Linked DNA regions of Anas platyrhynchos: region 1 is linked to region 2. Evidence: chromatin contacts called from public Hi-C data. All regions are on one chromosome and are shown on one strand. Each heading gives the region's core, a stretch centred on a gene start, on an enhancer-like site or on the middle of the called end of the contact. The rest is flanking DNA. Distances are from core to core; before and after follow the strand shown. Region 1 has its middle 52 kb from the start of TBX3. Region 2 overlaps LOC101805192 (a long non-coding RNA gene).

The links. A called contact is a pair of places that touch in the nucleus more often than the background predicts.
Region 1: a contact with region 2 is called in a Hi-C map of liver, with 4 times the contacts expected there. The contact joins two enhancer-like sites. A contact is called at or near these places in 2 of 8 Hi-C or Micro-C datasets (liver and skeletal muscle).

The regions. Positions count from the first base shown.
Region 1 is chr16:6,642,811-6,648,416 of IASCAAS_PekinDuck_T2T, reverse strand. No RefSeq gene overlaps it. Among named protein-coding and RNA genes, the nearest start is that of TBX3, 52 kb to the left of the region's middle. Within about 2 kb of position 1,561, at least 1 of the 8 cell types and tissues checked has an H3K27ac peak or open chromatin away from gene starts, as enhancers often do.
Region 2 is chr16:6,547,513-6,553,612 of IASCAAS_PekinDuck_T2T, reverse strand. It overlaps LOC101805192 (a long non-coding RNA gene), which reads right to left. Exons shown (of 17, transcript XR_011803855.1): 17 at 1-1,697. Among named protein-coding and RNA genes, the nearest start is that of TBX3, 150 kb to the left of the region's middle. Within about 2 kb of position 3,977, at least 1 of the 8 cell types and tissues checked has an H3K27ac peak or open chromatin away from gene starts, as enhancers often do.

The DNA.
Region 1 (5,606 bases), core at 312-2,811, 97 kb before region 2:
GTGGAGAACGAGGAGAACAGTCCTGGTGCTGTCACCAGCCTCGGTATGCAGGCCTGGGCCCAGCTCCTCCTCTCCCCCTGCACCTCCAAATCCATAACGTGAGACTGGATTTGTCCCTAGGGGGAGAGGGGGAAGCACTTCTGGGCACCTCAGTCTTCGTTCCAGCAGCAGCTCCCTTCCCATGGCCCTGTTCCTACACCTCGAGGCGACGATCCCAGGTAGCTTCTCAGGAGCACCCATCGCTGGAGCCAGCCACACTTTTCCAACTCTCCGCTACTTTTTTTTTGTAGGGACATCTGGAAAGACTATGGAAATATGTTCTCTTGAGCCCCCAGGGCTTTCTGCCTCTATTCTCAGCCCTAAATCCTGGCTCGGAAAGCTTTTCTCACAATATTTTCCATGTTCAGTGTGTAGAAGGGTATAAATATGTAGCACAGAGAGCAGCGATGTCTACAAGAATCCTCAAGGCTGTTTGGTTGGACAGCCGGGAGGCTTCCCACCTCCCCCAGGTCTGATTTGCCCAGGCCAGCCAACAGCAAACACCTCGACAAACCTCACAGCCCACGCCACGTTAAGATATTTACATCTGCTGAGAACAGCCCCCCCAGCTCACTGGGGGTGTCTGCATCTCAGGAGGATCAAACATCTGATTTACTCCTGTGCCGAACCCACGAGTGAGGAGAGATCTCGATCCGCCACCATACCTCGAGCCTAAATCCTCAGCTGGAGTCACTGCCCGATATTGGTTCCTATCAGCAGAGCTTTGCAGCTTTGGTCTAAGCTGAGAATCTGGCCACTTCTGACTTAACTAACTTTCTGAAATGCATCCAACAGGAAATCCTAAATCAAAAACACTCTGCATTTTGAGAAGATTCCTCTCCCTCGGATCCAAACCCAACTAAAAGTTTTGCAACTTTTTCCATTTTAGGAATGAGAGGCTTTCTTCTCATATCTTCCTCTCCTCCCAAACAAATAATCAAGTACACAGGAGCCCAAAATATTTTTCCCCTCTGTTCCCTTTATCCAGCAAGCTGACAGCGAAGCCAACGTGTTCCAAACTGGCCAGCTGTGTTCTGACCAGCTGACATTGGAGGCCACAGCTGGGACAGCCAAACGGGCAAGCCTCCAGCTGCAAACAAATGAGGCAACACCTTCAGAGAAGGGATCGAACTCGTGGAAATGGCCCCGATTCAATTTGGAGCTTCCCTGCTGCTTTTCCAGTGACAGCTGCTGGTGAAGGCCAGATTCTCAGCAGGAAGCAGCTGGCCACGCTGCTTCAGCTTCCCTGGGTCCGTGCCTATTTACACCAACTGAGAGCACGGGACAACCCCATTAATGTTTGCTCTGCCATCTCCCTCTTATCATCCTTCAAGTAGAAATAGATGTGTTATATGAGAGAGAGGAGAGAGAGGGAACAACCACCAAAAGTTGTCTTGTCCAGAAATGGTTTCCTGGAACTTAAGCCTTTTTTTTTTTTTTTTTTTTCCTGAAAGGAGATAAAGTTGTTCATTGTTTGTCTTGGCTGCCTATAAACTCATGCTGCTGAGAGCAGCCTTTGATCACAGGGCTATTGGGAGGCTGACCCTTGACAGCCCATCCACTCCCTGCTCTTTCAGCCTCACCAGCCCAGGCCTGATTTCCTTTTTCATAAAACGCCATGAAAAAAAAAATTATCCACACATTATCCAACAGCACTCGCAGCGGTTTAAGGATCCCAATATAACGAGCTCACAGGCAACTTTGCAATCAGCCTTCAGCTTCCCCAAGGGTTTCTGCGATGGGGATGGGGAGGGAGGTGGTCTGGGATCTCGGGTGTCCTGCCATGAGCAGCAGCAACCCCATCCAAGCCTGCGGTGCATCAAACGTGCACCGGAGCGTGTCTAGCAAATGTGCTCTTTGTAAGGGACAAATCACAGCCCTGCCAAACGCGGCTACAAGCCTGAGTTTATTTTGTGTCCTCCTTTCCCACCGAAAAGCTTTTGGACATTTGTGTAGGATTCGTGGGCTCCTGTGATCTGGTCAGAGCTCCCAGCCCTGGCTGGCTCGCCGCACATCCAGAACAGTTTTACTGCATGTGCTGCCCAACCACAGAGGCTAGAGGCACAAAGCACATTCTCCTCTGACACCTAGCAGGGATTTTTTCTATGTAAGGCAATCCGTGTGATGTGACTCACTGGTCCCATGCTTCATGGAAGTAGCAGGCTTAGTTCATTTGTGCGTTCCCAGGCAAGGACAGCCGTATTCCCAAAGCACTGGATTTACAAAGCTTGTGTAAACGATCTGAAGCGTGAGCACGGTCAGGTTGATGCTTCCCAGCTATCCTGCAGAGAGGTGTGATGGCTCAGGTCCTGCCGTCCTCCCCAGCACATCTGCTTAAGACATGCAAGAGCAGCACAGCGCACCCGTGGGACACAGGGGAGTAAGCAGGGATTTTTAAGAAATTAGAGGCACGCATCTCTAACAGCTTTCTTTCTACCAGTGTGGACAAGTGGGTTTTGTAATCTGGGGTGGAAGAACTGGCATTAGCTAGATGTATTAGACATCCCCTTCTAAAAAATCCAGAGGACTCAGAGGATATCCCTATCTCCTCAGGGTCCCTCCTACTTCTCATCTGGGAGAAAAGGTTCCACATTTTTTCCTCTCGAATTCCTGTATGACATTTAAGCTATTAACATCTCCAGCCCCAAATCAGTGCCACTCACATGTGCTGCAGCACTACTATGTTGGCTTAAAAATAAAATAAAATAAAAAATTCCTCTGGTATAGAAATACGTGACTGCCAAGCTACTGTTTAGACCAGACTCAGAAACAAGTCATATTCGTCTTGCACTCAAGTTGTCTGATATGTTAGCTATGAAAATTATCAGACAAAGCCAATGTTCAGACTAACATCTTGCTATTGCATCTGGCCACATACTTTAAAGTTAAGCTCCAGTTGGTTGTGGTCTGACCAGATGTGACTGTCAAAAAATGGCTAATTATTCCCAATTCACAAATAACAGTACCAGGGCAGAGCGGGGAACTATGCGACTGGTCTGTAGCCTCTCAGAAAACTTGTAGCAAGGCCAGGGAGAGAATCTAGTTCAGCTGTAGCCACAACGTTTTCCCTTCTGCTCCAAATTACCTATAAAACCGGGAAAGACAGGGGTAGGTCCCATTTTGGTTAGTATGAAACCATCGCTGGGGAGTAGGGGGGAGCACGGATAAACTTAGGTGAGCAGCTCAGCTGCTGTTTGAGCAACCTGCCCACAGAAACACATTGGACGGGCTCACATGTTCACAAACCCTGTTCCAGTGATCACAATCATGTATTTTTCCCATATACATCAAAAACTCTTCCCAGCCCACCTAAGACAACTATAAAAGCCACAAAAACTCCAAAATACTGTAGCAGAAATCTAAACCTATCAGTGTCCTAAAGCAGATGCAGAATTACATAAAAATGTCCAGAACGATGAAATACAAATGTAAACCCCTTTCCAGCTCTCCCTTTCCCCCAAAAACCAACGTTTTTTCCTCTATTCTAGGTTATCTACCCCACAGTCTGAGAAGGTCGAATGCCATCCACGGGTTACACATACAGTGTGAATCATTTGGACGTCACAGCCTCATTGCCACCTCTTGGACATCAAAATTAAGGTTTGCAATGCTGAATTTTGTCACTCTTTAACGCTGGGCGCACAGTTAAGAGCGAGACACACCCAAAATCCAGCAAAATAAACACACATGAAGGGTCTGGCTGTGGGGACACTGTGTCTGGAACTTTCATAAACACACGTTTTTCTTGTTAGACGCTTACCAACATATGAAAGGACACATTAAAAAAAGTGTAAATAACGCTCCTTGAAACTCTTCCAGGCTCACAGTGCTGTGACAAAGCACCCTTGGGCCACTCTGCCCATTTGCAATGTCATGGAAGTCCCCCCAAGTGACCACGAGGACAGAGACATAACGAACTGAGCTCTGATCCTTGAGTTCCCCGGCTCCATGTCCAGGACCAGGGGGATGCAGGAGCAGGGCTGCATCCCCCACCAGCTCTAGAGAGAGCTTGGGCTGTTGGCCAAGCTGCAGGGATGCCTTCAGACCCGTGGGATGGAGAGCTGGACCTGCAAGAGCTGGAGGGATAAGGTCCGCTGCAGGAGACCTCACAGCTCCAAAGGGCTAGACGTCAGCTCCCAAAGCAACAAGCATCAGAGCGAGGCACAAAAGCTCGCACACCAAGCTAGAAACTGCCTAAAATAGCCAAAAGGAAACTCAGAAATATTCACGTCAACCACACTGTCCTCTAGAAATTCACACACTACATGACTGTGCATATAAATTGCTCACACCCTAAGAGACTGGGGCTTTGAGCTCCCTTCAGCAGCTTTGGAAACTATTATTCCCTTCTGTCCATAGCAGGAGTTACTCACAGCTGCAACGTTAGTCAGATATTTGGCACCAGCTGGCTTCTCCTTATGAAAAAGAAAGCGGCTATGTTCAAAGCTACTAGAATATTTAACTTTGCCCCTCTGTTATTTAAAGATCATGGCCATGGACATCAGATGGGATGGCCCTGCAGGGGGCTGTGGGACATCCAAGGGACAGGTGGCATTGCTGTGTGGAGTTCAGCAGTTCCTCTACCATCAGTTGGCGGTAGGAAGCCCAAGAGCCAGAAGGATGTCTAATTGTGGGCAGAAATTGCGCAAGTCAAATAAATGTCCTCAAAGATCTGGACCTGGAGCCCATCTTTAGCATCCAACAGTTGGGTTTAGGCATCTTTCTGACAGAAGAATTTAACATTATGTTTACAAGACTGACTTCATTGGAGTCTCCTTCCCTGGAGATATTGAAGACCTGTCTCGATGCCTACCTGTGCAACCTGCCCTAGTGAACCTGCTTTGGCAGGGGAGTTGGACCCGATGATCTCTTGAGGTCCCTTCCGACCCCTACAATTCTGTGATTCATTCCTTCTCTCCAACTCCAAGGCACGGATTCATTGCAATTTTCACTATAAGGTCTCTGGGGCTCCTGCTGGGACAACCAGGATTAGAGGAGGCCATTCAAGGTGTATTTTCAGGATGCCCAAAATTTCAAGGGAGTTGCTTTGCGAAAGCCAGCCAACAATGGAGAGCTGACTGAAGGCACAGCGTGTACAAGCAACTGTAGCACCAACGCCTAAGGGCTTGTGGGCAAGGGCTCCCATGGCCAACTAGTCCAGAAATGCTGATGGAGCAGCTGCATCCCCCCAGCAGCTGACCACAACCTGGCTCTGCCACAGAGCTGCCAGAAGGAAATCACTGTGCTCTACGCTATGGTTTCCTAGTCTGAAAAAGAGGCACTGATCTCAAAATCCAAAAGAAAACCATGCCGCAAGCAGATGGAGAAGGAGATAGCAACGTAGCAGCGTTTTGAGATGCTACATAGTTGTGACACAGAGCAGCAGGATGTCAATGTGATTTTAAAGTGATGGAAAATACATTGACAGAAGCCTTTTAAAGTGTAACCAAGAAGAAAAAGGATAGAAAGTCCAACCAGTTTCACATGAGGGGAAAGCTGGGAATGCTCCCTCCTCCATACCCTCCCCTCTAAGCAAAACAAAACGAGAAGCCAACTACGAGAGGGAC
Region 2 (6,100 bases), core at 2,728-5,227:
GTGGTACAGTTATGTGGACAATCAAACAAGCCAGTGATTATTGCCAATGCATTTTTGAGGAAATCATTGCTGTTTAAACTCCAATCACAACAATACCTCATTTAAAAGCATAAAAGCTTTCACTCAGCAGACCTACCTTTTTTTTTAATAGCGAGACAATTAAATAAATCTCCTGACACTTAACCATCATTTACCCAACAGTAAGAAAATGGATTCAATGCCTTCACATTAGTTAGATTATGATATTAAAGCAAAAACTGAACAAGTACAAGCAGGTGAAGGAAGACCTTTGAGGAGTGCATGCAGCACTACAGGTATGGCATGTTTTTTTTGTGTTTTTTTTTTCTTCTTTTTTTTCAGGGGATAGGAGGGCAATTTTTTCTTTCCATGTTCAGATATCAACTAAATTCTTAGCATTATTACATTTCATAAATTTCACCTTTCTTGGGAAAACAAGGAAGTTGTCCCTCCATTTATAAACTGGAAACTCAACTATAGCACAAATGATGCCATCCTGAAATTCTTTGCCTAAACCAGGAACTGAATCTGGATGTGCTGGACTGTTCCGCACAGTAACCTTTCTACACTTAAAACTGATTCAAGCTTTGTTTTGCTAGCATTTCCATTAAAACTGGTACCTAGAAACTTGAGTGTAAGTATGGATTAAAGCTCAGGAGGCAAAAAAGTCCAGGATCTAGTGCATTTTTGCTAGCATCTTAGGAAAGAATGAATTATCTTAAAAGACAGCCCCCAAACTAACACTGAAGCAACTGTGACCGACCCTGCACTGGTACAAACATCAGCCATTGACAGATTATAGAGCTTTTATTACCCGTGATCCCAATGGTACCCTTAATCCCTGGCTCTAGCACTTTTCCCTCATTAGGCTCCTCGTGTGAAGAGCATGTTCTTCTGATACCATTATTCAGAAGCTGTTGCTAAATAGCTCCTGAATTTATTACCTTCTGCTGGCTGTCAGCTACAGCATCTGTAGTGGGAGTCCCTTTCTCCTCTCCGAGTAACAACAGCAATGGTACAAAATCCTTGTCTTTTAGGCAGTGTTTGAGTTTGACATGTATTATTACATACTCACAAACCTATGCTGAATTTTATGGTCTCCTTTATAATATGCTGTTCAGGAAAAAAAAAAAAAAAAGGAAGAATGGAAGGGTATCAAATTGATCCAGTCTCATTCCTGACTCTAAATAACTGACAACTGCATAGACAGCTAATTGTTTCCTGACCCCTGCTTATTCAATTTTTAAAGAGTTCCCATAGATAAATGTTATATAAGTGGACCTTTGCTTTTGCCTCCCTCCCAACCACCCTTTTTGACAGAAGACAATATCTGTGCTTCAAAAAGATGTTTATGATGGGCTGGAAAGAGTTAAAACCTCATCTTCCACTCCTCCCTCTTTATCGTTTTAATTGGCTGTTCTGATGACCTGACCACCTCTTTGATACGCATCAAATGCCGGCCCGTGAAATACAGAGCATGTCAGCCTGCCGAACAAGGGTCAACCCGATTGTCAATAAGGCCATCAATCAGACCTGGTGGCATGATGGATCCAATCCAGACCAAAAGTCCCAGCTGGAAACGAAAGAGCCTCCCCGCTGATAAGGCGGTGTGCAGCGCAAGGCCCGACAGCTCGCACCAGGGTCACCAGCCTGGAGGCCACGAGGCGGCAAACTTCAAACTGGAAAAAGGCAACAGTGAGCAAACAACAAACCCCCCAAAACCAACAAAAAAAAAGAAGCCCTCTCAGCCAAGCCAGCGGTGGTTCCGAATCAAAGAAGCTCAGTGAGGTGAGAGAGAGACAGGAGGCCATGCAGGGAGGCGACAAGGGAGGCAGCGTGGAGGTGACCTTCAAGGCCGAAATAGCACACGTCTTGGGTAATGCTTTGCACCCTCATGCTTCTCCTCTGGCCTGTCACCACAGATAGGAAAGGGTGGCACTGCCACAAATGAGTGCCACAATTGTACAAAAACGCCTTCACCCCTTCCTCACCCTCCCTCGTTCTCCAGTGAAGCAAATCAAGGAACAGATCCAAGGGAAAGCCAACCATAATGCCTTCTGGAGATTTTTTGGGGACCACCAGGGAGCTGTAAAAATGCCTGTGCTAGCAAGGAGAAAGCAAGAGTTTAGGAATACTGCTGCTTAACTTCCTGGGTGTGATGGCTCCACTAGCTGCAGTGGTGGCTTATTTCTCTCTGGACAGTCATCATCACTGCAATCTACTTAAGATCCTCTGCTTAGGGATGGGATGTAAAACAGGGGTGATATTCCAAATAACTCTGCAAGGAGAAGCATCTCTGAGATGTCAGTCATTCCAGAAGCAGGATGTTCAGGTGCCATGACCACACCATGGACACTGGGGAAAGGCATTCCCTCTTGCAAACCTGAGGAAAGACTTGTTCTTTCCAATGAGGAACTAAATGGCATAGAAAGGCCAAAAGACTTTTTGAGCTTTTTTCTGGCTCCATCATGTCTTGGCCTTCTTTGAAGAGAAAAGGTCTGACCTCTCAACAGATCTAAGGTGTGTCTGTAAGGGCAGAAAACTTGAGACAAAGTGCCTCAGCTCAGCACGTGTCACACGGGTAGTACACACACCCTGTACACCACCATGCCCGTTTCAAACCCACAGAAACACAGAAGCATGCACACATGCCATGTGCTGTATTGAAACACAGGAGCCTGGAAGCAAGATGGATAACGCCAGAAAATACCACTTGGCTTGGAGTACCATCCCTGCTGCTGTTCACGAGAACCTGCTGCCCACGTGCATTCACCAGATGACACCCACCACAGCACATATACAGCCCTTACCACAAACTCACACAGGCATGCACATTTACGCATACACCCCCAAAGACACATCCTCTTTTCCCTGGTGCCCCATCTTTGCTCTGAAGACCAGGCAGTCCCTTGCTAAGTGCTCCACGCCAACTGCCCCAGCTGCCGTGTGCTGGTTTCACACCCTCTGGCTTCCCACCCCTGCCCTCTGCTGCACCTCCTTGTGTGGCTGCTCACGTCTCGTGGCTCAGAGCCTGGTGTGGTGCAAATATTTGCATGCTCTCTGGGAGGAACACAGTGCACTGGCCTCCAGGGGCAGGCTGTCTGCATATTTATTCTGGAATAGCAAACAACGCGGAGAGCAAAGAAGAGAAAAAGCCAGATAAGATAAAAGCGTGTTACCAGGTCTAACATAAAATCAACAAAGACCACAGAGAAAAGTTATCTGCAAAGCCCAGTAAACCCAGCAGCAACTGATTCTAACAGAGGAGCCCTTTTGCAGGTTGGATAACTCAAAGGCTGGGGATACAGAGCTCTTTGTCTGTTGGAGTGCCCAGTATCAGGTCTTTGTAAATCACTGTGTCTTATGACAATTTACATTAAAAAATCTTTTTTGGTCTCTGTCCTGCTCATGCAATGAACCTGCAAATAGCACCTTCATAATGACAGAGCAGAAATAAAAGACTTTCACACATATTATTAGATATGATTGCTCCAGAGCAAGCCGCAGCCTAACATCTGACTGAAGAGTGCTGTGAAACACTGCAGCAGTTCATTTCCAGTATGGTGTGGTACAGGATATTTCTTCTAGAAGATAGATTCACCCAGCTGGAGGGTTTCCTCTGTCATTTAAAAAATATCCACAGTTGATGAAGTTTTAATTCATGTATGTGATTAATTTATAAAGTGAAACAAAGTGTAGTTGTTATACAAACTGCGCAATGATGAATCCACAGGGAAAAAATAGAAGGGAGGTACTAGGAGAACCACATGTGAAAACCATATGGAAGGGTGTTCCACCAGCTTGGAACCAGATGGAAGAAAACATTGTCCCTGGACACTGTACAGAGTCCTACTGATAACACATGATAAATCATTCACTGAGTGTAAGCAGGAGAGTGAACATCACCACATACCAAGCTGCGCAGGGACAACAGGACCACAGGCTGGAGGACGTTAGATAAAAGGCCAGCACTAAATGCTCAGATGTTACCCCTTGTGTAGATCCAATCTCTGCTATTATCAGCAGGGACAACCAGAATAGCTGTAGAAAGAAAAAGCACAGCAGCACGCTTTGAACGCACTGAAAAACCCACAACACAGCTGGGTTTGCAATAATTGGGAGTTGAACATGAATATTGTAGAATTGGGTTGATATTCACCCCTATAAAGAGGACATGAACTTAGCCCTGTACCAACTTCGCTGTATGACCTTTGGCAAGTCATTTAAGGACCTCTGAATTCAAAGGGCATCCTCCCATTTGCTCCAAAGCACTGCTCACCAGCTGCTTTCCAAGCCACACTTCATTTCCCAGGGAAGGAAAATCCTTTCTCCTACACTCCTGCCCACTTGAATTGAGGTTTCTCAGGTACATTGTCTCTCTTCTCAGGAATGACAACTGCTCCCAACAAAAGAGGACTCCAGGTCTGACTGGGTCAGACGAGAGGACAGTAAAAGACACTTAAGTGACACTCAGAGGTAGGTTAGACAGATAATGTGCCTAATATTCAGTAATTTATTTAGCTCATCACTATCAAAAAGCACAGACTTCTGCAGTGGTTCTGCTTGAGCTCAGCGGGCCATTACATTGACGTGGAGTTGCAGATTTCAGACTGACAACTAGTTAAAGCTTTACATCCAGCTCAACTTCCAAATTCTGTTTATGGCCAAGAAGGTCACTCCCGGCCGTCACTCCTCTTCTCTCGCCAGTCTTTCCATTTCTGTTTCGCAGGGAATTTTCTTATTGCGGGGGAGGGAGCCCCATGATAAATATGACTACTTCATGCTCTCAGTAGCTGCCATGTGCACAATTATCTGTATAAGCACCAAATGACTTCTTGCCCTAAGACGGGCCTGAAATTCTCTTCCAAATGCAGTGTTTCTGTTTTGTTTTGTTTTTTAACGGTACACGCCTGTGCAACAGACCCAAGAGCAGGATGGGTCATTGTGCACGGAGACATGCAGACAAGGGAGCTGACCAAAACACATGTAGTATGCGGGACCACCAAAGATGACCCTAAATTAGACCACCCAGTCACTTTGTTGGCTCTATTTTGAGGAGCCCGAATCTCAGAGCAGAAAGCAGTGTCCTCACCCGGGTTCCTTGGCCTGCGTTTTAGACCATCGCGTATCTCCAGTGACTTCCTGCTACTGACCTCTTATAATAAATCATCCTAGCCAGCCTCCCTCCCTCCTGGCAACATCCTGTTCCTTCATCAAAAAAAAACCACCTCCCACTCACAATTCCAAGGTTCGATATCAATCTTAAATAAATGCCTCTCCGGACTCAGCTGCATTCCCTAAGCCACCTTATCTCCTGCCTCTCTAGAATGGCTGCAAATTCAAGATGCATCTGCAGAAGCCTTTCGTGCTTTTTGCATTTCAATTCTACCCTGGTGTTTTCTTTCCTCTCCCCATTTTTTTTTCTTACAGTAAAGAAAATTATGTTCAGGAGAACGTAAACTGCAATATAAATGTGTGCTTATTTTTACTTCAGAAAGGGAAAAAATGGAAGTCCAAAAAGAGAGGGAGCTGGAGTTGTTTTTTTTTTATATATGAAATACAGTGAGAAGAGACCCCACAGGAGAGGTTCTGTTGCATTGTCTCCCTTGCCCTGGCTTCCCTCGCTTCATATCTCGGGTGCAAGAAAACCTGTCAATATATATCTGCCCATCAGAGTACCTTCTTCAGCATCCAGAAGCTGGGGACCAGCTGCGTCCATCACCGGTCTGCTTCCCAGCCAAAGCCTGGCTTGAACTAGGCTTTGCCAACCACAGTGGTGACTGGTTCACGTTGGACTGCATTTATTTTCACTCAGGACCTTTTTCCCTGTATTTTTCATTATTTTATCACTTTCATAACCATTTTTGTTAATAGATTTCCCTCCACCCTCAAAACTTTATGTCCAATCCTTCCAAATGGAAATTACTCAAAAGCAATGACATTTGCCTGCTTACATTTCACATCTGTATCAGGATCTGTGGATACTGGCGCTTACCTGCTCACCTAAGCTTCTCTTTACCTTCCTTTGCTCTTCCCTCATCCTTCCTTGCTTTTACAGACTTCCAAGATGTTTGTGACCAGC